Regions from separate parts of the Sus scrofa genome. Here regions 1, 2, 3, 4, 6 and 7 are each linked to region 5. The links are chromatin contacts, called in public Hi-C, promoter capture Hi-C and targeted proximity ligation maps. All regions are on one chromosome and are shown on one strand. The core of a region is the stretch at or near the end of the contact, and the rest is flanking DNA. Distances in the headings are between cores, read along the strand shown.

Region 1 (2,700 bases), core at 31-2,530, 380 kb before region 5:
GGGCAGCCTGGAAGTGCCCACGGGGGATGGGGTGGAACCAGAGCCGTGGCCCTCGGGGCTGGAGAGGAGCAGTCGGATGTGAGACATAATCAGGGGGAAGGAGTGGAAGGCTGAGGGTGAGACTGTGGACGAGGATGAAGTGGAGGAAAGGGTGGGGGCGACAAGAACAGTAGAAGAGACCAAGTTTGGGGGGGGGACGCTGACCACTAGCCATGGCGGTATTGCGCAGTGACAAGAGTGTGGACTTTGGAGTCAAATTGCTGCATGAGCTTGGGTCTGGACCCTGGGACCCTGTCCTGCACTAGCTCTATGGCTGTGGGCAAGTTACGTGTTAAAACCCCACCTCAGGGGCGACTGTGAGAATTATTTGAGATGATGTGAAAACACTTGGCAGTCCCAGGCTTGACAAGGTGTTAGTGACTGGAGCCCTGTGGTGGGAGCCTTGTTGGGGAGGTTCTGCGGGGCACGGCAAACACAAGCCTGTGAACCCAGGGCTGGGGAGCCCATGAGGCCAGGCCACCCGGTGGGTGAAGGGGCCACCAGGGAGGGACTGAGAGGTGGGCTGGAGGAAGAGGGAGGCTGGAGCATGGTCAGCTCTGCCGGGAGCTGTGGGCAGAGGCGCTAGGGGGGCGGGGAGGGAGTATGTGCGCGCCCTCGGAAAAGGGAGCCTGGGAAAAGAATCAAATCAAGACCCTCCTATGGGAGCTGATCTCCGACGTCTCCCTCGGCCTGCAGCTTCCTGGACAGAGTCGGGATGCGGGATTGGGGTTCCACAGCCATTCTGCGGTATCAATCCTGCCCTCCCCCCAATTTCTGAGAGTCAGTGGGGGTTGAAGAGCTGTTTCTCAGCCCGGGGCGGGGTGGGGGGTAGGGTGGGGCGCAGGGCTGCGACCTGCCATCTGCATCTCTCCTGGTCTCAGTCACCAAGCCATCCTCAGACGTCAAGGCCGCAATCTCCAAGCAGTCACCAGAAAGAGGAACAGACGACGGCGGTGAAACCCGGAACAGCCCGCCCTCACCCTCCCCTGAACACCACGAGGATGCATCCTCCCCTTCTGCAAGCGTCTGGGTCAAGGAAGTCCGGGCTGGAGTAGAGGGTTGCAGATGGAGGAAGTGAGGACAGAGGGCAGGAGGATGGGAGCGTGGATGGGACTCACAGGAGCTTGTTGCAGACCGGGGGCAGGAAGGAGGCCCGGTTCTCCTCCACCCAAGCCTTCACTCTCACCGGGCGCTCCATGGCTACCCGGGAGCCCGGCTCTGGAGCTGTGTCCTCCGCGCAGTTGGAGGGGCGCGGCTCCGCGCAGCCGCCTATTGGCAGCTTGGTTAATTAGTGTCCCGGGGGTTAAAGGGCGGGGCAACGCCCCCGGACCCGCTGTGGCCTCTCTCGGACTTCGGTCTAGAGCCCTCTGCCCTCCGGCCCGCCCAGTCTGCCCCTGCCAGGCCCCATGGCCCATGCGCCCTGCTTCCCTGCCGCACGGACCCGGCGCCCTGCCCTCCCGCGCGGGAGTTGAGCGCCAGATCCAGGCGTAAGACACAGGATTCAGAACCTTCCTGGTCCCTTGTCTCCAGACTTTCCGCCTGGCCCCAGAAAGATCCCAAAGAAAACCTGTAAGAGGGAGAAGGTGGGTTTGGAAACGCAAGTGCCAAAGTACAGGGGGAGGTCGCTGGGTTGAGGCCTCAGTTTTCTCATCTGAAAACTGGGAGCGTCTACACAGCCATCTCAGGGTTGCATAGCGGCCACCATAGGCCCCGATTGATGTTAGTTCCCTGTCCTCTCACGAGGATCTGTCAGAGCCCGAAGATTTGTTAGGTGCCGCTCGCTCTGCTCTGCCTGTGACTAGTTTGGGAGAAGACGCAAGGAGCAGCGGTGGGAGCAAAGCTCGGAGCCCGGGGGGATGCACAGCAGGGACCGGCCGGTCGGGGCTGGAGGGCGCGGTCCCCACACCCATGCTCGCAAGTGGCAGGTGGAGCACCGACGAGGTGCCCGGCACTGTACTGATCTCCTTCCATGTCTTGGGGACAGACTCAAAGCACATGACAATTTATGATGAGTTTTACAGAGGAAGAACCGAACACTAGGACCTCAGGAGTCTGGAGTTCAGGGTGGGAGGGCAAACAAACCTGAGCTATGATTCCAACCCAGGGTGAAAGGCCCTAATGGGGGAAAGGACCACAGACCCCTATGTTCTTCTTCCCCTACTTTCTTCTTTCTTCCTGACTCACAATTCCTAGGAAAACTGTGTGTGTGTGTGTGTGTGTGTGTGTGTGTGTGTGTGAACAGGGTGGAGTGTGGAAGTAGTAGGGGAGAGGCAGGGGAGAAGGAGCAGAGCTCAGGCTCTGGCACCAGAATCCAGACGGCAGAGTTTGAGAAATTGGGGTGTTCCCTGTCATGGCTCAGCAGAAATGAATCTGACTAACAACCATGAGGACACAAGTTCCATCCTTGGCCTCCCTCTGTGGGTGAAGGATGCAGCATTGCCATGAGCTGTGGTGTAGGTCGCAGCCGAGGTTCAGATCTGGTGCTGCTGTGGCTGTGGCTGTGGCTGTGGTGCAGGCTGGTGCTACAGCTCTGATTAGACCCCTAGCCTGGGAATCTCTATATGCTGGAGGACAGCCCTAAAAAGACCAAAAAAAATGGAAATTCCTCCGATCCTCGTTCTCATCTCATCTTGCCCCTCCCTGATGCGTGGGGTGGGTGGG
Region 2 (2,700 bases), core at 13-2,512, 350 kb before region 5:
TAGTTTACTCATCATAAAATGGGATGAATGACATTGTCCCCAACCAGCAAACCAGATGACAAATGGGGTAATAGGTGAGACACTATTTTGAAGAAAAACAGTGAATCATTCCAGGGCAGGATTCTGAGGTGGTCCCCTACCCCTCCTCTGGTGAAACAAGGTTCCCTACTGGGCTGTCTCTCCCCCGAACTCCAGCAGGTGGCAGCATCGCCCTCTGCATGTCTGCTCTCCGCCCCTGACCCCTCCTTCCCAGATACCTAGGGTGTAGGACCTTGGACTGCTCTCAATTCACCTTCCACATTCCCACCTCCTCAGGGAAGAAAGCGGCCAGGGCCTGGAGCCCAAATGCCTTGGAAAGAGAATTAAGACCTTATTCTTTTAAAAAACCACAGATAGGGCAAGGGGAGGGGACCTGTTGTGTGTGATCCCAGGAAGGTTGACGTAAGCATTTGGGTGGAAGGGAAGCTTCATCCTACTCTGCCAGGACCTGTCCCACCACCTGGAGGAGGCCAGGACTTGTCCCCTCCTGGGATCATTGTCTTTAGTTGGACGGGCCAGCTGGCATTTCAGCAGAGGCAGGGGAGAGTCCTCTATTTTTGTGTGTGCAACAGGGTTGAAAATTTCACTCCCACTTCAGTTCATCTGTGCAGAAAAAAGAGTAATTTCTTTATTTGTTATATAACTAATCTGACCTTTCCCCTAACCCCTATCTGATGAAGAGTGAGAAAAACAGTGAAATGTTCAACTTGATTTAAATGTCCTGGGACCCAATAGTTTAGCCCGTCCTATTAGATTGTTTCTCTTAGAGAAAAGTGCTCAGTTTTCAGATTGCCTTCCTAATCTTCACCCACTAAGATGAGACCGAGGTGTGTGGACAGACAAGGGCGGCTCATGTGATATCTGACAGGAGTGAGGTGTTGGGATCCTGGGGTTGGTGTCTTCTGGTTTCCCCCACAAGGTCCCTTGTCCCTGCTGGCCACGGATTGTGCTTGAAGCTGAGTTTGTATAACTCATGGTCTGGTCCCTCCTGGTCTGGCCAGAGCCTCTGTGGTGCCCCAGCTGACCAGCCCACTGCACCTGAGTTCTCCTGGCTGCCTCCCAGGGGGCCTCCACTAACCTGGTAGTGCCCCCTCCCACCCCGTGGCATCTCCTTGTTGTACAGCTTGACCCCAGTTGACCTGCTGGCTCACAGTGTGGTTGCCTGGCCTGTGGGAACTGAAGTTGGCTGTGAAGCTGAACTTCTGAGGCTCCTCTGCTGTACCCTGGAGCCCTGGTGTTGGAGGCAGAGGATGGGTGGGTTCAGGGCAGCCTGAGAGACTGGGACAGAGGCCACACTGGGGTTTCTTCTCTAGAGCAAAGCAGATGGAACTTTCTCTTCTTGCCTCAGCATCCGTTACAAAAAAATGCCATGATCACACCCAGGGGGAGAAATGAAGGCATCCAGAAAACATGCTTTCAAGTGAATGGTCTGGTTTAGAAGACTCTTGACCTACTACATAATTGTATTTTGCCTGTCAGATGCCAAATATTACAGCATTTTTCTTCTGTGCTTTCAATGTCACAACTTCATCCTAGTCTCTCCTCAGGCAGAGACGGATGCCTCAAAGGTAGATGAAGGTCACGTATTCATAGAGGCAAGAAAGAAAAGCACATTCATAAATCTTCAAACATCCTTTTATGCTTGAAATGTTACCAATATTGGATAACGGAAGCAACAGACTACAACAGGTAAAATGGGAAGGCTTTCTCCACGAGGATAATTCACTATCTTGTTTGTGTTGGACTCTGTCCTTTCAGGGCCATACACAGTGAGTCAGAACCAGATGTCACTCAGTGAAAAATGGCACACCCCATAAAAAGCTGGGCCAGTCCAGCGGGAACCCGCCCTGAGCTCCCTGGGGCCAGGGCAAGACCAAGACAGACGTAGGATGAAAGGAAGGCCATGATTGGTGGACTCCTCTCCAGGCTTCTCTCCTATTGGAGGAAAGCAGACACAGGCATTTCAAACTAACTGGGAAAGGGGGTGGGTGATGGGTATAATTTACTGCCCCCACCCCCCACCGCTCCCCAGTGTTGTGGGCGTGCAGGCTGTGGTGGGGTTGGGTGGCCGGGGGGTCTTCATCTCTTACACAGCTCGCTCAGGTTGGGGGTTTCTCCCTGCAGGGCTGACAGGCCACCCTCACAGGAACTCACTGGCACATGTGTCAGAACACGTGCTCAGCCGTTTACATTCACGTGGGTTTCCACGTGAGTCCTCGTAGGACTCTTGGGGTAGTGCCTGACACCGCAGACATGAAACGAACACCAGCCCTTATTATCACTGGGCACAGAGGGTCTCCTACACTTAGTCCCAAAATAGAAAGACACAGTTACACAGATGTGTACATTCTCACACTCAAGAGATATACAGACACCATGAAACCTTTACATAGAAGCTCATAAATCTATTTTTTGGATATGGATATATAGTCAAACATAGTAGTTATAACCTACTGGAAATTTCCTATACAGTAGGCATTGTTCTAACACCATACAAGAGGATTAAGCAACTGAATCCTTATAACAACTGCATGAAGTAGGTATTGTTATTTATCCCAATTAACAGATGGGTGAATTGAGTCACACCGAGATGACAGCTTAAGGTCACAAAGCCAGTAATTGTTAAACCTGGGATTCAAGCCCAGGCAGTTAGGCCTCAGA
Region 3 (2,700 bases), core at 166-2,665, 330 kb before region 5:
CAGCATATGGAGGTTCCCAGGCTAGGGTCTAATTGGAGCTGTAGCAACTTGGGATCCGAGCCACGTCTGCGACCCACACCACAGCTCACAGCAACCCTTAACCCACTGAGCAAGGCCAGGGATGGAACCCGCAACCTCTTGGTTCCTAGTCAGATTCGTTAACCACTGCGCCACGACGGGAACTCCGGGGCACTGTCTTTTTAAACTCCTTACTTGGCTTCATTTAATTACACAGCCCCCTGTTCAACAACATCCCCTCATCTGTCCTGTCCTAAGCAGAGGGAGGAAATCGGACCTGTTGTCCTGTCGTGGCTGGGCCTTGACCCTCATTCTCTGGCCGACGTTCAGGATGGAGCTTGGATCCCTTCCTCCAACCCCCCGGGACAGGAGCCTGGCCAGGGTGTTGGGACTCTGGGAGAAGAGGTGCCTGTGACCCTTCCCCCACCTCCCTCCCAGTTCTGCTCTGAGGACAGGGGGAGAGGGCTCTTCCAGGCTGTGCTGGCAGCCAGGCCAGCGTTTGTGGTAGGCGGTGTTTATGTGAATGCACAAATGTTTATGTGAGATTGCCAACCGGTTATTTATGAGTCTCTCAGCCCTTCCCCAATAAAAGCTGTTCCTTCAATGTTCTGACAGGCCCCGCATCTGTAACTAATGTGTCACTCGCTCAGCTAATGCAGTTCACTTGTGTTTATTTTTGCACAAAAGCAATTTATCCAGTCGCTCTGGGAAAACACACACACACAACCAGCCCTGTCAAGGACCTTCTTTGGAGCAGAGTGTTTTTCCTCAAAAGAAACTCTAAGTGGCTCAAAGGGCAGGGCAGCCTCCTGGTGTGCGTGCCTGACGGTGTGAGTGGCTCAGTTCTGATTGTGGGGGAGTGTGTGGAGTGTGGGGTGTCTGGCGTGGGCCCCTCTGCTTTGTCTCTGAGTATATGGATGTGTGTCTTTTTTTTTTTTTTTTTTTGCTTTTTAGGGCCACACCCGGGGCATATGGAGATTCCCAGGCTAGGGGTCGAATCAGAGCTACAGCTGCCAACCTATACCACAGCCACGCCAGGTCCTTAACCCACTGAACGAGGCCAGGGATCGAACCCACAACCTCATGATTCCTAGTTGCATTCGTTTCCCTTGCGCCACAAGAGGAACTCCTATGAATGTGTGTCTTTGTGCCTTTGTCTGTCTCAGACTGGGTGGGTTTGAGTGTTTACCTCTGAATCTAAGAGTTCTGCTGGCTGAGTGTAGGTTACTTTTAAAGAAAGTATGGGGGTGGCTCTGGATCTAACTTTGTATTCCCTCTGGTGGAGGTAAATCAAAGTTGGGAAAGTAAGTTGTTGGCAGCTAAAGTGCCTGGGGGAGGAGGTTTGAGGAAGGAGGGAAGGAGGGCGAAGGTTAAAAGGGAGGATGATTGGCTTTGGGGCAAAAGGAGCATTAACACTGGCCAGCCAAGGACTGTGACTGTAAAACAGCGGAGGAAGGCTGCCCAGGCCTTGGTCCCTTTCCCTGCGGTTGTGAATTTTATCATCCCCGCTCTGTTTTCTCTCAGTACTGGCAGTGAACCTTCACAGTGAAAAGATGCTCTGTGGGCTTGTTTGGGGGATGCTGGAAGAGGGAGGGAGCCTGAGAAGCCATTTCCTGCTGCACAAGCAGATTTCTGGAAAAGGAACCCAACAGTGGGGGGAGGATGAGAGGGGCATGCCTGCCAGGGTGGGGGTCGGGAGTCAGGCTGAGTGCTTGGGTCTGCTGGGAAGAAAAAGAGGTGCTGATTTCGGCTGGGGAGGGGCCTGGTGGTCTCTGTGGTCCCCAATCTCACTTCATAGAGTGTTTCCCTGACCCTGGCCAGAACCCATCGGGGTTGGACCGGAGAGTCCAGGAGGCTCCGTGTAGACCCCTCCCACTGCTGGAAAAGCTTTAGAAGCCCATGGCCAGCTGTCCTGGAGGGGATGGCCCCGATGGTAGGTGTCCCTCATATCTGAATGACCCGGCAGTAGTAGTGGACTGTTAGGACAGTGGGCCCAAAGTCTCATGCCTGAGGGATCTCTGCACTCATTACCCAAAACAGATGTCTTCTCACAGCTCAGACCAAATCTTGGCTGCCTTGTCCTGATCTGCCAGAAAATATCACGTTAACAGTTTGGCATTTTGCCCTCTTGAGTTTTCCTCCAGTAAGATTGCTTTAAATCTCTGGTGCCGGCTGAATGATAAGTCAGTGGATATTTGGATAAACATAGAGAAATAGACGACAGTGCTTTGCCTGAAAGCTTATTTTTTATGGCTCTGGGTTGTTCCCATGGTGATTTTGTCTGGCCTTCAAAGCTGACCGTCAGTTGGGGTGGTCAGGGGAAGCTGTCCGTTTGTCTCTGGTTTCTGTGGCCAGGTGACATTCACGGTCGTCCCTTTGTCTCTCTGTGACCTGAGCGGATTTGGGGCCTGCTCTTCCTTTTGGCCAGGGAGTGTGGGTGTAGGAGGAAGGCGAGGAGCAGAAGGATGTCAGTCAACCCTGCCCCTGCCTGCAGCGCCTTGGGAGTGCCTGGCTCCTGGCTCCCACGCTCAGAACCCATCCTTCTGATCTCCCTGTGATATTTAACTTGCAGTTGAATTCATCCCGAGGCTGGTGGCTGTCCCTTGGTGGTGGGTGCACCTCCCGGCCACCTGTCTTGGAAAGCTCTGGGGCAGGCTCAGGCCTCCTTTCCTTCTCTTGTGG
Region 4 (2,700 bases), core at 182-2,681, 330 kb after region 5:
TTATCTGTCTCTCACAGTAACAAACTCCATGAAGACAGCAACTTCAATCTGTTTTGTCCATGTTTTAATTCTCAATTACCAAAACACTACCTGGCACATACTAGGTGCTTAATACATTTTTGCTTTTTTTTTTTTTTTTTTTTGGGCTTTTTTTAGGGCCGCACCCACGGCATACGGAGGTTCCCAGGCTAGGGGTCCAGTCGGAGCTGTTGCTGCCGGCCTATGCCACAGCCACAGCAACGCCACTTCTGAGCCATGTCTGCGACCCGCACCACAGCCCACGGCAACTTGGGATCCTTAACCCACTGAGCGAGGCGAGGGATGGAACCTGCAACCTCATGGCTCCTAGTCAGACTCGCCTCCACTGCGCCACGACGGGAACTCTGATTAATATACACTTTATGAATAAACACGAGTTAATTGACAAACATTTGTCAATGATGTTCTAAAAGGAATGTATGCCCTTAATAGCAGAAAAGTGGACTACCTGTCATCTTAAAGTAAATTCTATATCCAAGTGACAAGTTAGCCCTGACACTGAAGAACCTATAGTCCCTTTACAGAGTAAAAAATCGATACAGCAATGAAGTGTGAAAACTCACTTAACAGAAAATGATAATAATAGACATAGCTAGAAAGTCACTGGCAAAGTTAGAATTTGAAAAGTGACAAGATTAGGTCAAGGCGATTATCACTGGGATCACTTCCTAGGTAAGTCACCAATATACAAAGTTTAGAAGAAATAAAGATGGAAACCTGGAGAAACTTCACTGGTAAATGGTGAGCAAATTTGCAGTATGATTTAAACTTGGAGCCCTCAAGACTGCACAAGAAGAAGTTTGATGCTTATGCGTGCTCAACGAATGCCAAAACGTTTGTCCTCCCAATAGCGGAAAATCTGGTGCCCACCCTAAGGCATTGCTTAGGAGGCCAGAAGATGTACTGCAAATTATACTCCTTCTGGGTCCCAATAGCTACTTCCCTTCTGATTGCTGTTTCACTCCCATCTACATCTTTCCCGCTGACTCCGACAAACATTCCCTGGGCAACTTCCCAACCACGAGGAGTCCGGAGAATGACAGGTGGAAAAAAAAAGGCGGCGGGGGGGAGTAAACTGCTATCTCCATGGAGACCGAAACGACCGGAAATCAGTTTCACTGCCGCCAAGTCTCGCGTAACTACAGGACGGGAATTGGTGTGAATCGCGTGGTGGCCTAGGCAGAGCAACCGAGCCGAGCCGTAGAGAGTCGCGCGCTACTGCGAGTCTGGCCGACAGACGGCTGGGAGCCAAACCTCGTGCCCGTGAGCGTCTGGGAAGAGTCGTGGTCAGGATGAGTCCCGGAAGCTCGTCTACTTCTACGGTGTCTCCTTGGATCACAGCGTGGTCTGTAGTCGGCTACAGGGTAGGGGCGATGGGAGGGGAGCAAGAAGACCTGGAAACGGAATCATCGCGAGAATTGAGTTAATATGTTCCTCCAATCAGCAGTACGGGGAGGGGGTGATGTCATCTGGGAGCTGATGGTGATGAGTTTGGTCAGACTCTGCTTTGAATCGTACGATCGGTACCTCACCTCCCGCGCGGGGACGAGCCCTACCGGCCTCCTTGCCCAAGAGGCGGCTGAGACTGTGCCCTCCACGCCCTTCAGTGCCTGGGAAACATCAGTGCTTCAACTTGGACGTTCTCCTCTTCTCCTACGCAGCTTCCTTAGCGCAGAGAAGGGGCGAAAACTGCTTCTGGGCTGCTGGAACCAGAAGCGTAACGACTTTAGAACTTGTGAGATGGGGTAGGAAATGGGGCAGACAGCCATCCGAAGCCACAGTGAGAATTTTGACCTGGATGGGAAGTACTGAAGTGAACTAACGTATGCCACGGTGCATGTCTTTATTCAGCGACCAGTCAATGAATGCTGTTGTCGGAGCATTACCAGGCGCTATCCTTGAAAGTTTTCCTATTTAGGATACGTATTTTACGCTGATAATCAAATTATGGGTGGTTCGACCCTTTAAAAAGACGTAAAATAAGTGGGTGCCAGCCTCTACGCTAGCAGCTGGGACAGAGGTAGGATCAGAAAAAAGATAGGGAGACTCTGTTCAAGTTCAATTTATTTGGGAAATACTAAGAAACATTCCAGTTCTCCTAAACCTTTAGTCAGATTGGTAATTTTAAGTTTTTAATCATTACTTTTCTCAATTTTATCTCATTTTCGTTCTTTTATCTTTATATATAGCTTTATTACATGTATTGCTAAACATATCTTAGTTTGATTTTGAGCTTTATTTATGGAATCATTTGTTTGATTTCTCTAGGGTTTTGCTTCTTTTGGCATTGCTTTTGACATCCACGGAAAAGCAGGTCCAGGTAGTTCTTTCACTCACTGTTGTATAGTATTCCCTTGTTTAATGGATCACATTTATTCATTCTACTCCTCTGGAGCTTTGAATTGTTTCCAGCTTTGGCTCTGCCAGTCCTGCTGTGAACTCTCTTGTACATATCAGCTGATGAGTGCGTGTAGAATTTTATCTACAGCAATTTTTTTCAAATATTTAATAGTAAGAAATTGATTGTACCTTTAGCCACACATATATATCTGAAACAAAAATTTCTTGAAATATTCGTTATTTTTTTACAGGAGTTAAGCACTCTGATTTTTTTCTTTATTCTTTTTTGAAGTTGTGATAGAGATATAACAGCCATTGTTT
Region 5 (2,700 bases), core at 88-2,587:
CTCCTCGAAGGGTCGGCACAGCTCAGTTTTGTAGCGCGTTGAGTTGATCTGGGAGCCGCCGCCCCCCTTCTGCTGCTGCTGCAGGTGCAGGAGGTGCTGGCTGCGATCGCCGTTCTCACTGAACGAGCGGTCCCGGAATTTGTTCTCCTTGTTCAGCAGGGCCGTGCCGCCGCCCCCCGACGGCTCCTTGAGGGTGCCGTAGGAGGCCGGGCCGCTGGCCGCCGCGCTGCCGCAGCTGCTGCCGTTAGCCGCGCCCGGGAACTTGGGCGAGCAGCTGCCGGGGCTAGGCGCTGGGTGGGCGAGCGCGTGCAGGTTGCTGGCCGAGTGCCGTCGGAGGAAGCCCGGGGTGAAGCCCGAGCTGGGGGCAGCGGCCACAGGCGTCCCCACCGCCTTCTTGTCCAGCATGTTGTTCAGATTGAGGTTGGCCAGGGATTTCTCCGTCTGCCAAAAGGAGGGTAGCGGGGAAGGGGTGAAAAGTGGAAAAGGGAGGGAAGAGTTGGAGGAGTTGCAGAGTAACAACCACTTGCAGCTCTCTGATTCTTTTCCCTTTTTTCGGATTCTGACTCGGCCCCCAACCGCCACCCTTACAAGAGCACAAGAATCAAGTTCGAGTTGGGAGGAGCCGGACTCTCCCACCCTAGGCCGCGCCGGCTTGCAACATGTGATCTTCAGCCGTGGGCCGCCGGCCTGGGCGGCGCAAACCCCGTCCGGGAAGCCCCGGGCAGCGTGGCTGTGGTCGGCTGGGGAGAAACTAAACAGCTACAGCTACTCCCTCCAGCCCTTCCTCTCTTCTCCTTCTCTCCGCCCACAAGGCGCGAGAACACACACTGCAAACTCCAGGATTTTTCCCGAACCCAAAAGTCAAGGCGAGGAAAGGACTCCCAAAGCCGAGGGCAGAGGGCCAAGCCTGAAATCTCGAAGGGCTTCCTTCTTGCCTTTCCTCCTCCCTCCCTCCCTCCTTTCCCCGCCCGCGTACCTTGCACAAGAAGTCGATATCATAGAAGGCGGACAGAAGTGTGGTCGACATGTTTCTGGATCCTGTAATGGTCGGAGCTGCAGGCAGGGAGGTCCGGAGGAACCCTCGCGGCGGCGCGGCCGGCTCGAGCCACGACGAATAACGGGCGAGGGGCGGGGGAGGGATCGAAAGTTTGCTGGGGGGCGAGAAAAGAAGGAACGGAGGCAGCAGCGTGGACTGGTTTTGAGGGTGCCCAGGAGTGCGGAGTGGGGGGAAAGAAAGAGTGAAGCTAGAGCGCTCCTCCGCGCCCCGGGGTGCCCGGCCCGCCCCCCCGCGCGGAGCCGACGGCAGCTCTCGGACTGCTGGAACTCAGCGGCCTGCGAGCGCGCGCCCTATATACTGTCCCGCAGCGCGGCAGAGGCTGGAGGGGCGTGCCGGGGGAGGGGACAGAACGCTGACCCCCGCCGGGGTCTCCAGGCAACGCCGCCCGCCGGCTCGCGGACGTCAGGCGCCTTCCCGGCCTCCCATTGGCCGCCGCCAATTTTTTTTTTTCTCTGGGGGAGGGGGGTGGGGAGGCCTCGGGGCGGGGCTGGGCGCTGGGGCGCCCGGGGCAGCGTGGAGAGCTCGGCCTAGATGGGTGCTGCTAGGTGGCGGCGGGAAGATTCAGCTCCCCTCCTCTGGGGCTGCACTGTTGGAAATCCCCAGCACGTTTAAGCTGGCCGGGGTTCTGCAGCCCTGGACGTGTCTCTCCCCGCCCGATCCTGCTACGCGAAATTGCGGAGTTTTTATCTCCCACCCTCGGTCTTATACTGGGCGCGGGAATTGCAAAATGCAAGAATACTGCAACCGTCCGCGCGGCCCCACTGGGTTGCAAAGGGTGCTCCGGCCGGGGGGGGCGGGGGGGCGAGGGCTTGAGTCGGATGGGTGGTGGCTCCATCCCGACTGCACGTGGAGTGCGGTGGGTGTGGGGGCGGGAGCGGCCACGCGGGCGGCTGCCGGGGTAGTCCTGCCCGGAGGAGCCTGGGCCCGTTTCTCCGCCCCCCTTCCCGCCCAGGCTGCAGTAAACAGGGCTTGAGCGCCGGGGCCTGCCGGGCAGGGCTGAGTGTCTGAGGACAAGGCGCTGGCTTTGCTAATCACATCACAAGACCTTGAGCCAGGGCCAAAGGCGCGGAGTGGCGCGGGGCGTCCCGGGCGGGGGAGCCGGCTGGGAGGACTGGAGGAAAGGCCGGGAGAGCCGTGCAGGCATGGAGGCCACTTCCCGCCACCTTGTCTGTCTGCCGGTCGGTTCGGTCTTCCCCAGCCCTCCCGGGGGTGGTGGCACAGCTGCCAGCCGAGGCTCCCGCCCTCCGCAGCCTTGGCCAGGCGCGGCCTCCTAGCCCTTTCCCTCCGGCCGTTGAGGGCGCCGCGCCCCGCCTTAACTGTGAGCAGAACCTGTGGGCTGCAGGCTCTGGCTGAGGCCGACCCGCAGCCAGGCAGGGCTGGGCACCGAGGACGCGTCTGGTGGGCTCGCCCGGGTTTCCTCCCACACCCCCAAAAGCTCGCGTTGGGAAATGCTCTGCCAACGGGTGCCCTGTGGGTATGGGGCAGACGCCCCCCCTAGCGCCCAGGGAGGCTAAAGCCGCTGTCGGCCCTACTCGAGCAGATCTGGTCCGGGACTCCTCGCTCCGCGTCTTCGCATATGCTGCCAAAAAGCTGGAGCTGGGCCCATGATTTCGCACACCTGACAGCCTAGGCTGTAACTGGGC
Region 6 (2,700 bases), core at 15-2,514, 280 kb after region 5:
ATCCATTCTTTCTCGGATTCTCTTCCATATAGATCATCACCGAATACTGGGTAGAGGTCCCTGTGCAATACAGCCAGTCCCCGTTGGCCAGTTATTTTATATGCCACACTGTGCACATGCTAATCCCAAACCTCCAATGTTGCTATTTCCATCTCTTAAAAGTACTGAGTACATGGGAATGCGTTTAGTTTAAGTGAATTTCATGGAGCAAAATTTTAATGTTTAAAAGCAGGAATTCTCTAATAATATGAATAATGCTAACGTCTTGATGACTTTCATTTCTCATTGACTAAATGCTCCTAAACTGAGGCATTTTTAAAGTAAAATTTAGCATGATCAAGCCTAAAATTTTCCACAGAGGGCATAGTTTCAGTGTCAGAATAGTGCTATCACACACACTCTTAGGCACTCATTCAGTCATGAATTTCCTCTCAAGCATATATATGTGGGGTCACCACAGAAAAGGTGACGTGGAGAGATGATCTCATTAGAATGGAAATGGGCATTTTACAGAAAAACAAGATTTTATTTCTTTCTCTTTTTTTTTTTGGACTTTATAGGGCCGCATGTGTAGCACATGGAAGTTCTCAGGCCAGGGCTCAAGTTGGAGCTGCCGCTGCTGGCTTACACCACAGCCATAGCAACTTGAGATCCGAGCCACACGTGTCCTCATGGATACTAGTCTGGTTCTTTAACTGCTGAGCCACGATGGGAACGCCTATGGATTCTATTTCTTACTCAAGAAAACAGTCATTAGAAGAGTTCTTTGGTTTATAAGAGCCTCCCTTCATTACTGTTGTTGTTTTTACAAATAGCTATTTTATATTAATTTGCATTTAAAAATTAATTCACAATTTTAACATGGATATCCCACATAACTTTGTAAGACTGGGGTGCTCTGTAAAGGTGTCAAGGCAAAATGATTTTTGCAGGACGCTTTCAGGTCTTTCTCAGCTACAGTAAAAGAGAAATCTGTTTCCTTAATTTTTTTTTTTTTTGAACACTAGCCAACAAACCCAGAAAACTGGATATTTTAAGTTGTCCTTGAAAAGTTGAGAAGTCAAGGGGCTCTAGCACATGTTTACTTCACATCAGTGAAGTAATCATTAATCATAGCTGGATTCCTCAGCAAAGATGTTGGCATTGGCACTCTAGCCAGTCACCGGCAATGACTGCAAGTAACTCTAGGTCACTGACGCCTATTTGATTTGGAAGAGAATAAGGAACATAACGATGCTGGCAGTGTCCTGTTCCCTTTCGCCGTCCTCCATCTCAGAGCCTTGCAACATCAGGGGCCCAGCTGTTATCCAGATGCAAGCACATCAGCCACAGAGAGTGTGAGAATAAAAACATTAGCAGTATTTCCACGAAACCAGTCACATGGTTATTATAGAAATAATGAACATTAGCATACTACAATATTTGTGTTGTTCTTAAATGTTGTAACACCCGATGGAAGAAATCATCTTTACTTGGAAAAGGTTAAAAATGAAAGAACATGTTATATATCTTTGCTGGGAAATGGTGGGAAATGGATTTGTTGAAGCCCTATGGAAAGGAAGAGGGAATCAATTGAAAACAGAAATCTAATAAATCTAAAATATTTCTAAATGAAATGCTTGTGGTAGACTAATTTCTTGTAAACACAGCACTCAAGTTGCCTGAAAAGTCCCAGATGGTGAACTAACTTTGTGGTCTTAAAAATAAAAGTCAGCCAAAAAAACCCCAAGCAACTACAACTTTATCATCATCAATGTAGAGGGAAACAAGAAATCCATAATCAACTAACATAGTACTTTTTTTTTTTTTTGCAAAATTTGATGGGCATGTGAAGTTTTACTAAATAGAAGGTCTCATTTCAATTTAAAGTTTGTGTGTGTTAAATGGAGAAATAAAAATTTCAAATGATCAGATTGAGGTTAAAAGTGAAATAAAAATCTACCATTATTTAACATAACTTAGAAAAAGTACAATGTTTCTAAAAAGGCCACAGTTTTGAAATGTACTGCAAGGTCTAATTTCTACACTTTAGAGAACTTTCTTCGGTTGACATCTGTAAGATTTTATTCAAGAAGAAATTTTTAAAAGTTTTTCAGGTGGGTGATAAATAAGTTTGTGATTTATGCCTTGACCAGAAATTAAACCAGGTGGAATAAACATCTACCCTACCTGCTCCACTGTCAATAATCCATCAGGAGATTGTGGCACAGACCGCATGGGAGCAGCTGGCACAGGGAGCCTAAGAGTAAAGCGACTTCCTTCATGCTTCGCCAACAACATACCAGCACCATTTGAGCAGTTACATCACATGTTTTTCCTTCTTTACCTTAAAAAAAAAAAAAAAAAAAAAAAAAACTATTGCAACATTCGCCACTTGATTACTCACATCCCAGGTTTCTCAGAACAAGCTTATTCATAATTTCCCCAAGAATAATCAACTTGAACAAACCAATTTGTCATATGCTATATTTATTCAGGAAAAAATAACAAACATTTGTTGGGCATGTGCTATGAGTAGGAATCACGCTAAGTATTTTTTTAATGTACTATTTTCAAAGTAAATTTAAAAATAGAACACAACACTATCCCTCAAACCGAAGTCTAACCTTTGGAAATTAATGCAATAAACTCTTTCTGTCCCTCAATCATCTGTAAAATATGACTCTAATAAATATATTTCATTATTTGTTTTGGTGATGG
Region 7 (2,700 bases), core at 74-2,573, 310 kb before region 5:
ACACCCATGACATATGGAGGTTCCCAGGCTAGGGGTTGAATCAGAGCTGTAGCTGCCGCCCTATACCACAGCCATAGCAAGGCGGGATCTGAGTCGCATCTGCGACCTACACCACAGCTCATGGCAATGCCAGATCCTTAACCCACTGAGCGAGGCCAGAGATCAAACCTGCAACCTCATGGACGCTAGTCAGATTCATTTCCACTGAGCCACGACAGGAACTCCCATCTCCTGCTTTTATTCAGGTAGGCACTGGACGCCCTCTGCTCTAGCTCCTGCCCCCCTCCAAGCCCTGGGTGGCTGATAAACTCATTTCCTCTGTGAAACTCATGACTGATAATGGTTGGAGATGCGTGCCTTTCCAGGTGGATCTGCCCTTTACCAAGAGGAAAGACTCACTAGAAGCTGAATGCCAATGAAGGGAGGGCAGGGAGATAATTTGAGGCAGGGAGCCTTTCTGCTCGCTCCCATCATGAAGGTAGTACTACCTGTGTTGGTAGAATATGCTAGAACTTGCAAAGCCATTTCCCATAGGGTGTCTTATTCGATCCTCTCATCAATGGATAGAGGTGGACACAGAAAGGACTGTTATCACCACTTGCAAATGAAGAAACTGGGGCCAGGAGGGAGCAGGAATATGCCCAAGACCACGCAGTCACATGGTGGCAGGACTGGGGCAGGGTGTTGATTCTTATCACTCTCAGAGAGGTCTCGTCCGGGACGCTGGGCTGCAGAGCCTGGGCACGGGCGTGTGAATCGCCCCTGTCCAGAGGCACATGGGAGTGGGGATGAGGCAGGAGGTTTGCAGTCAGAGGGCCTGCCCTAGGATCTGAACTTCGGCTCTTTCTCAGCGGTTAGTTACCACCCCAGAGCTTCGGTTTCCTCACTAGTCAAGTGGGGGTAACAACCCCTTTCCACTCTCACCCACCAGGGTTACTGTGAGGCCCCCCAATGAGATAAAGTCATCAAAGCATCGTTGCAAACTGCAGAACCCTGCCCACATGCTCGATTCCAGGAAGCCAGGGCTGGACTCTTTTTGCACTGTTCACACCCTTCCTTTGGGGGAGGCAGAGGCTCAGAAATAGCCTTCGCTCTGTCCTCCCCGCTTCCCCCGGGATCGGGGCTGAGTGTTTTCTTCTTGGAAAAACAAAAAATCAAAGCAGTGGCAGAAAAACCAACAGCCTGTTTCTGCTTCCCCTCGGCTGCCCTTCTGGCCTCTGGGGCCAAGAGAGGATGTCGCCGGAGTCCAGGGTTTGGCTGGGGCCTTTCAGAGCCCTCACTGCCCTGCAAGGGCCAGCAGGAGAGGCCTGGATGGCGCTGGTCATGTGCTCAGAGGCCAACGCTGGTAGTGCTCTGAGGCGTGGGGTTCTGATCTTCCTTGGGAGACTGGGCAGGGAGGAGAGGAGCCCCGCTCTTTCAGGCCTGAGAGCACCCAGGAAGGGCTTGGACGTGCTAGAGAAGGGTATCCTGTCCTCTCAACCAGAAATAATTATTCATTTCAATGGACACCTTTCTGGCCATTTGCAAAATGAAATTCAGAATCCTGTGTCTCTTTTTTACCCCCTCTAATGAGCAGCAGATGAGTTTTCAGGGTGTGTTTATCTTTTTCTAGAAACAAGGAAAGGCCAGCTTAAGAGGATAAACAAAACCTACAAACTACATATTGCGTGGCACAGCCGGGCGACCCCGGATGGGAGTGGGCCGGGCCCTGGCCCCCTGCCCTGACGTGTGGCTCTAACAGGGCTTCCCGCTCCAGACCCAGCGTCTTCACCTGAGATGGTTAGGTGGGCCCCCCTGTGTCTCCTACACTGTCGACGGGAGGTTTACACAGAACTTAGTAAGGGCAGCAAAAGGGACGTGTTGAGAAAAGCCTAACCTATAGTGCAGATGAACTGTATATGGTTTTCTGAACATTTAGGCTGTCACATCCACAGCAATCTCAGACAATATAGAGTATGCATCTGCTTTTAATTTCCGTCCCTCCTCAACAAGAGATTGAGAAAGGAATGTTCCAGTCCATCCCTCTATGGTCTCAGGCAGTATCTGGGTTCTACTCTTTCTTCCAGTCCTCCTCTTGTTCCAAACCATTTGGAGTCCCAGTTGGTTCCATGACAGCCGCTCCCTTTCTTTTTAGGACTCGAAGCCCAAGAACTAGTTTTTCTAATTTCCCAAGACTTAGAATACAGCGTTCAGCCCGCCTGGTTTCATAGCACTGTCTCTTTGCTGTTTGCTTTACCACAGGCTTATTTGGAGACTGAAAGTAGTGGGTGGGGCTCTCAGCCAGTGTACATTCTGCTAATGAAGCTGGCCTTGCCAAGAACCTTCTTTCTGCCACTGCTGTGGTAGGTGTCGTTCTACTTTCAGCCTTGGGTTTTAATAGGATAGGAAAGGCACAACTTCTGAACATTGTACTAAGGAGTTCTCCTCGATTTGGAATAAAGACATTTTCTAAACTAATTGCTATATGGCTATCCACTATCCGCTCTCTGTAGACATGCCCACATGTGTTACTGCAACATACTCACCCAAAGGCCAGCCAGGAAGTGAAATTAGAGGCTACAGGCTTCTGTCTTACTGTGTGTTATAAGGGTTGGGTAGATGGCTACCAGGAAGGATCCAGGAAGGCTGATCACATGGTTAAGGGGTTTTGTTTAAGGGGCAAAAAAATTGCTGCCCTCATAGGGCTGAATTTCTAGTGCT

Evidence for each region. Promoter capture Hi-C pulls out the DNA fragments that hold promoters and counts their contacts. A called contact is a pair of places that touch in the nucleus more often than the background predicts.
Region 1: a contact with region 5 is called in a targeted proximity ligation map of alveolar macrophages. A contact is called at or near these places in 1 of 5 promoter capture datasets (liver) and 1 of 2 datasets of targeted methods (alveolar macrophages).
Region 2: a Hi-C map of subcutaneous adipose tissue shows a contact between it and region 5, with 5 times the contacts expected there. A contact is called at or near these places in 4 of 5 promoter capture datasets (fetal liver, fetal skeletal muscle, liver and 1 more), 23 of 47 Hi-C or Micro-C datasets (adipocytes, alveolar macrophages, brain and 14 more) and 2 of 2 datasets of targeted methods (alveolar macrophages and skeletal muscle).
Region 3: a targeted proximity ligation map of skeletal muscle shows a contact between it and region 5. A contact is called at or near these places in 3 of 5 promoter capture datasets (fetal liver, liver and skeletal muscle), 10 of 47 Hi-C or Micro-C datasets (alveolar macrophages, embryonic fibroblasts, fetal liver and 6 more) and 2 of 2 datasets of targeted methods (alveolar macrophages and skeletal muscle).
Region 4: a promoter capture Hi-C map of liver shows a contact between it and region 5, with 2.5 times the contacts expected there. A contact is called at or near these places in 2 of 5 promoter capture datasets (fetal liver and liver), 2 of 47 Hi-C or Micro-C datasets (embryonic fibroblasts and skeletal muscle) and 1 of 2 datasets of targeted methods (alveolar macrophages).
Region 6: a contact with region 5 is called in a Hi-C map of liver, with 5 times the contacts expected there. A contact is called at or near these places in 2 of 5 promoter capture datasets (fetal skeletal muscle and liver), 17 of 47 Hi-C or Micro-C datasets (alveolar macrophages, embryonic fibroblasts, fetal heart ventricle and 9 more) and 2 of 2 datasets of targeted methods (alveolar macrophages and skeletal muscle).
Region 7: a Hi-C map of mesenteric adipose tissue shows a contact between it and region 5, with 2.6 times the contacts expected there. A contact is called at or near these places in 2 of 5 promoter capture datasets (fetal skeletal muscle and liver), 15 of 47 Hi-C or Micro-C datasets (alveolar macrophages, embryonic fibroblasts, fetal heart ventricle and 8 more) and 2 of 2 datasets of targeted methods (alveolar macrophages and skeletal muscle).

Annotation. Positions count from the first base shown.
Region 1 is chr3:97,579,433-97,582,132 of Sscrofa11.1, reverse strand. It overlaps HAAO (3-hydroxyanthranilate 3,4-dioxygenase), which reads right to left and starts at 1,280. Exons shown (of 10, transcript NM_001244941.1): 1 at 1,158-1,280. The coding sequence starts at 1,237.
Region 2 is chr3:97,548,618-97,551,317 of Sscrofa11.1, reverse strand. All of the region lies in intron 2 of LOC106509843 (a long non-coding RNA gene), which reads left to right. Among named protein-coding and RNA genes, the nearest start is that of TRNAI-UAU, 18 kb to the left of the region's middle.
Region 3 is chr3:97,532,521-97,535,220 of Sscrofa11.1, reverse strand. The region is part of intron 2 of LOC106509843 (a long non-coding RNA gene); the gene reads left to right. Among named protein-coding and RNA genes, the nearest start is that of TRNAI-UAU, 34 kb to the left of the region's middle.
Region 4 is chr3:96,870,909-96,873,608 of Sscrofa11.1, reverse strand. THADA (thyroid adenoma-associated protein) reads right to left here and starts at 1,431. Exons shown (of 40, transcript XM_021088406.1): 1 at 1,294-1,431.
Region 5 is chr3:97,199,032-97,201,731 of Sscrofa11.1, reverse strand. ZFP36L2 (mRNA decay activator protein ZFP36L2) reads right to left here and starts at 1,337. Exons shown (of 2, transcript XM_003125190.6): 1 at 977-1,337; 2 at 1-441. The coding sequence starts at 1,027.
Region 6 is chr3:96,921,150-96,923,849 of Sscrofa11.1, reverse strand. THADA (thyroid adenoma-associated protein) reads right to left here. Exons shown (of 40, transcript XM_021088406.1): 22 at 2,225-2,326; 23 at 2,170-2,222. Among named protein-coding and RNA genes, the nearest start is that of THADA, 50 kb to the right of the region's middle.
Region 7 is chr3:97,510,359-97,513,058 of Sscrofa11.1, reverse strand. The region is part of intron 2 of LOC106509843 (a long non-coding RNA gene); the gene reads left to right. Among named protein-coding and RNA genes, the nearest start is that of TRNAI-UAU, 56 kb to the left of the region's middle.